2 separate regions of the Sus scrofa genome follow, and region 2 is linked to region 1. Evidence: chromatin contacts called from public Hi-C data. All regions are on one chromosome and are shown on one strand. The core of a region is the stretch at or near the end of the contact, and the rest is flanking DNA. Distances in the headings are between cores, read along the strand shown. Region 1 holds the start of HOXD8 (homeobox protein Hox-D8). Region 2 overlaps NFE2L2 (nuclear factor erythroid 2-related factor 2).

Region 1 (2,700 bases), core at 92-2,591:
AGCTACAGCGGGAGCCCCTCGGTGGGCTCAGGGAGTGTTTCTGAGGTCCGTTCCCAGGCCGTTGGGCCTGGAGTCCTCACAACAGTGAATTATCCCAAGGAAATGGGTCACCCAAAGACTCTACGAGAAAGGCAGTGTGGGCAAGGGAAAACACACTCAACGGAGACCTATTACTTATATAGGACATTAACGCCAGAGGGGAAGGGGAGGGAGGATGTGGAGGAGAGAAGGCGAATGGTGGTGTAATGGCAAGTGACTTCAGAGCAAGCTTCTAAAACCAGGGATATCATGCCGATTCACACTTGATTTATCCATATGACACAGGACGTTTCTCTTCCTCCTCGCTCATAAACCAGGATGAACCTTCTCTTTCCTTTTAGAAAAATCAGTAACTTTTTAGTCTGAGCCCAGCGCCCGCTCTCAGCAGTAACTTCACAGACTTCTTGGATAAACTAGAATCTTTAGAAGATGGGCGCCGCCTGCAGCTGCTTGGAACCGGCGCGATCCGAATGCCGGCCCGAGGCTCGTTGCGGGGGGACTTGCGGGCGTCAGTCCCCTGTACTCCGCCCGGGGCCACCGCCTGCCCTGGTCCGCTCGGCTCAGGGGCTGAGACCCTGGAGCCACGCGTCCTGCCCGAGGAAATACCACCCACCCCAGCATGAGTCCTCCTTCCCGCCTTGGAACATTTCTGTCCGTTTTTCCATTTACTCCCTCAGCAATGCTAATGCCTCCCCTCACCCCCCGCCCGCCACATTCTTCAGCCTCCCCCCGGCGCCCGGTGCTGACGTCTATCAAGGGTGAAATGATGGAAACTATATTCATGGGCATGATTTCCATTAAATATCAATTAACCTGGGAGCCTCAGCCAGGCGTGCAGTGCGTCAAGGGTAAATGTACATCTCATTTCCACAAGGCCCTCTCGGCTGGAAAAGAAGGGCTTAGATTCGATTTGATAATGCAAGGTATTGGGGTCACCCTTGTGGCTTTTAATCAAACCACTTGCACAGGACCTAACTCAAATATTCGGTTTGGATCATCTACACCACTTGCCCATGTTCCTTGGGCTGCATGCTCGTGTCTAGAGCCGTAAAAGCCAGGGCCAACCTCTGAGGGGCTGCTCTAGGGGCCCAGGAAGGGAGTCATTTGCTCCACAGCCTCCTGGGAGTGGCCTCCCTGCCTCCCCCCAAGTGTAAGGCTCTGCCGCGCCCCCGCCCTGCCGGCTGCGGTCCTCATTCCCTCGGCCCCGAGGGGCAAGACGAGCCCTTGGCAGTGCGGCTTTATGGGCCCCCTTTAAGGCCGGCGGAGGCATCTCCCGTCCGGCGTGAGGCGTCCCGTCGGGAACAGCGGTGTCGCCTCCGCACGGATCCCTCCGCGCGGTTATCTCGCGCCCATCTCGCTCCCTCTCCGCGCAGTGGCGTGGTGCGAAAATGCCTCGCCGGGGCGCACCGGGGCGGAAGCCTCGGCAGCGGCGGCGAGAGCTGTGGGAGGGGGCTACAGGGGGGGCGAGGTGAGAGGTGGCGGCGGGCAGAGGGTGTTTTTTTCCTTTTCCCTCCAGAGCGGGGGTTGTAAACCGAAGCCAAAGAGTGTCCCCGTGGGTCGGGTGCACTTTTTTCTTGTCCCGGTGCGCTCAGGGCCGCCTGGTGCCTGAGAGGAAACAGTGGAGGCAGAGGGACAGGTCACCCGGGGCGTCGGCGATTTTATTGCGGCCGAGCCGGCGCGCGCCGGGAGAGGCTGGGCGGGCGGTGGAACGCGGGGGCTGGGTGAGGCCCCGCGACCCGCGAGGGAGGCGGCGCGAGGCCGAGGAGACGGGCGCGAGAGCGGAGCATGAACGCCCAGTAGCCGAGTGCCCGCGGCTGCCCGGCCTCAGAGGCGACGCGCGGGCGGGCGGGCGGGCGGCGGCACCAAAGTAGCCCGGCGGCCCCAGCGGCGCGAGCAGCCGCCCCAGAGGCCCCCGCGGCAGTGCAGTCGCGCTGAGGCGCGCTCCCTGCCTGCTCGGCGCCGCCCGCCCGCCCGGGGCCGCCCTACCTCGGCCCCCGGCCGCCGCCGCCCCGATGAGCTCGTACTTCGTGAACCCGCTGTACTCCAAGTACAAGGCGGCGGCCGCGGCGGCGGCCGCGGCAGGCGAGGCCATCAATCCCACTTACTACGACTGTCACTTCGCGCCCGAGGTCGGCGGCCGCCACGCCGCAGCCGCCGCCGCCTTGCAGCTCTATGGCAACAGCGCCGCGGGCTTCCCGCACGCGCCCCCGCAGGCGCACGCGCACCCGCACCCTTCGCCGCCGCCCGCCAGGCCGGGTTGCGGTGGTGGGGGCGGTCCGGGCCCCGGCCAAGACTACTTCCACCCCGGCGGGGGCAGCCCAGCCGCAGCCTACCAGGCCGCCCCCCCGCCGCCGCCGCCGCCGCCGCCGCCGCCGCCTCCCCCCTGCGGCGGGATTGCCTGTCACGGGGAGCCCGCGAAGTTTTACGGATACGATAACTTACAGAGACAGCCGATTTTTACGACCCAGCAAGAGGCCGAGCTGGTACAATATCCTGACTGTAAATCGTCCAGTGGTAATATTGGCGAGGACCCAGACCACTTAAATCAGAGCTCGTCTCCTTCTCAAATGTTTCCCTGGATGAGACCACAAGGTTGGGATGCATTTTTTTTTTTTAAGCGGGGAGAGGGGGAGAAATCTGCTTTCATCTCACGTTCTAGCT
Region 2 (2,700 bases), core at 130-2,629, 1.1 Mb after region 1:
CGAATACAAATGCTCTGTGTTCAAGGAACTGGACGAGACATGCTACCTGAGGAAGTGAAATGTACCTGGTCCCTCTGGTTTCTAGAGCTTTCATCACTTCGTGTGTTCTCTCTCCCACCACCCTCTCTAGTTTAGAATAAGAGGTGTGAACACGCTGCCATCGGAGGAGATGGTGGGCCTCCCTGCAAAGAACAAGGAATTCATAGCCTGAGGTTTCCTGAGAACAAACAGGAATATCCAGAACAAACAGGGACAGCTTCAGATTGTCCCCAGAAGTCATTGTATCACAGTGGTTCTACTGGGACTGGGAGGACCACCTAGAAGCAATTGGAATTGTGTGAGGGTGGGGGCAGGGGGAAGGGTCCTTTCTGATCGTCACAATGATGTTAAATATCCTGTAATGTGGGACAGTCCCCCACTCAAGAGAGAAGTCCAGGCCGTTTGCTAGCAGCACCCTCTTTGATGAACACTGAGTGAGCTCCCTGAGGTAGAGACATAGTCTTCATGAATCTTTGTAAAGGAGTCTCTCATTTGTCAGCATCTAACAAACACCTCCAGTCACTAAATAAGGAAGGAAAGAAAGGGAAGGAAGGAGGAGGAAAACAGGGAAGGGAGACCCGTGATTAGGGACTTTCTAAATCCCCGTCCTGCCATGGAGAGCAGCATGGCCTTGGACAGTCACTTTACCTCTTTGAATAGGTTTCTGCATCTGTAAAAAGAGGGTAACAGCCGCCATCACCAAAGATTGTCAAGATCAAGTGAGAACATGTCCAGGACCTACTACAGTACCAGCAGCTGTTCAGTAAATGTTAGTTTTTCCCCTTTGCTTGCCCATGAAATTGCCAGTTGTCTGTATTCTGATGTAACATCCAAAGGCTGGTTCTCTTTAAAACTTTGCAAGTGAGTTGGTAACAGAAAGGAAATGAAAGACTAATTAATTGTCCCCTCTGTCTCCATGATTATCTCTGCCAGCACACACCCTGACATTGACGCTTGACAGCACAACCATGCTGTAATCAAGTGAACTTTGAAAACCTGCAGCAGCGGGCAAGAGCCGTGAACTCAGGAGCCCCAGGCTTCCTAGAGTCCTGCAGGAACAGCTACTCCTCTCTGGGGAGAAAAGGCTTTATTCATCAACATCAACAGAAGAGACACGAAGTTCCCCCAGCTCTTCCTGAGATGCTTTCCCTCCTTTCTGACACCGCCCCACCCCCCACCCCAAGTTCAAGACCCAGAGGCCCAAGTCCTTTGGCAACATCAGAAACTTCCATAGATAATCAATCTGGCCCTGGCACCTCAGGGGACCTCATCATGGGGTGGGTACACAGAACCTCCCAACAATGGGACTGCTTATCTAATCTGGGCACTCCCCTGAAGGAGCCTCCATCTGCACTCCGGAGAGGAATTCCTAAGATTTCCTTATTACTGAATTACTCTGCAGTCAATACATGTGGGCTGCACTAACGAGAAGGAATATACAGCATAAAATGTTCCACGGACATAAGAATATAGTTGACCTCCGCTGTATGGGATTCCCATGCAACCCCCCACCCCCCACAGGTGTGACAAGTGCCCCACAGGCCAAGCACCAGGTCTGGTCTAAGGTTCCTGAAAAGAAGATGGTTTAAAGATAAGTACAAGGACTTTGATGGCAAAGAATGTTCCAGTCCTGGCTCTAGCTCTTACCAGCTATGTGACTGCTTTGGTCATTTGCCGGTGACCTCCAGATCCCTTCCCCATACTGCTCCTGCTCTGTCCCTGCTCCCATTCCACCAAGAGTCTGGGAGAGGGGGCAGGGACACTGGAGAAACCCTGGAGGGCAGGAGGAAGAGCCCCTCTCTTAGTGGCCCAGCTCCTAACTCGGTGCCAGCCCTGGGAGGGCAGGCCAGAGCTGGAATGCCACCTCCCCACTTCACCCCTCCAAGCCCTAAGGCTGGCAAGTGTCTTCCTGAGGCTGTTACTCTCTAGGTTGTCTGGTTTCTTGGCTGTCCCATCACCCATATAATTAATTTCCTATATAAAACCCTTCTGTTTGAAATATCTCATGTGTTTCCCGGTTCCTAAACCAAACTCTGGATTGCTTCTTAACCTCTCCAAAGAGTTTTCTTGACAGTGACAAAACCTACTTTAACAGGGCTGTTAAGAGAACTAAGCATAATGAGTGTAAACACAGCTCGAGGAAATACTCAAAAACGCCCGCCCTTTTTTCCCCACGGAGGAAGGATCGAAGGACCAGGGCATGCTGAGGAGGACAGGGAAGTACTTCAGAAGAGTCCAAAAAGCAGTAGCCTTCCTGGGTTCATTACGAGGAATCCTTTCTGCGAGTTTTCTTTTTCCTCCTTTACTTCCAGCACCTTTTTTCCAAGTGAAAGGTCACCGGGAGTCTCCCCGCCCTCAATCCACTGCCCCAAGGATTCTCCCAAACAGGCAGCCTGACAAAGAAGTTTCAGGCGGAGCATGAACCTCTGTCTCTGGAGGAAAAGAGAGAAGCCGAGCCCACACTTTGGTTCTCATTCTGAGCCTGCTCTCAGCTTGGGAACCAGCGGAGGAAGAACACATGAGCTGGGGCAGGAGCGGCGCTGGGCAGCGCAGAGCAAGCCAGCTCTGTTCCCGTCCTTGAGGGTTGGTTTCTCAGAGTGCGTTTAAATTCTGTTTCCTTGAGAAGGACCAAGGATGAAAACAACTTCCTCAAAAATGGGC

The links. A called contact is a pair of places that touch in the nucleus more often than the background predicts.
Region 2: a Hi-C map of retroperitoneal adipose tissue shows a contact between it and region 1, with 2.0 times the contacts expected there. The contact joins the enhancer-like site here to the promoter of HOXD8 in region 1. A contact is called at or near these places in 3 of 47 Hi-C or Micro-C datasets (embryonic fibroblasts, mesenteric adipose tissue and retroperitoneal adipose tissue) and 1 of 2 datasets of contacts at active chromatin or transcription factors (skeletal muscle).

The regions. Positions count from the first base shown.
Region 1 is chr15:81,929,582-81,932,281 of Sscrofa11.1, forward strand. HOXD8 (homeobox protein Hox-D8) reads left to right here and starts at 1,342. Exons shown (of 3, transcript XM_021076351.1): 1 at 1,342-1,507; 2 at 2,484-2,631. The coding sequence starts at 2,607.
Region 2 is chr15:82,999,087-83,001,786 of Sscrofa11.1, forward strand. All of the region lies in intron 3 of NFE2L2 (nuclear factor erythroid 2-related factor 2), which reads right to left. Among named protein-coding and RNA genes, the nearest start is that of HNRNPA3, 42 kb to the left of the region's middle. Within about 2 kb of position 1,380, at least 16 of the 83 cell types and tissues checked have an H3K27ac peak or open chromatin away from gene starts, as enhancers often do. A contact at or near this core is called in retroperitoneal adipose tissue, where this site is marked.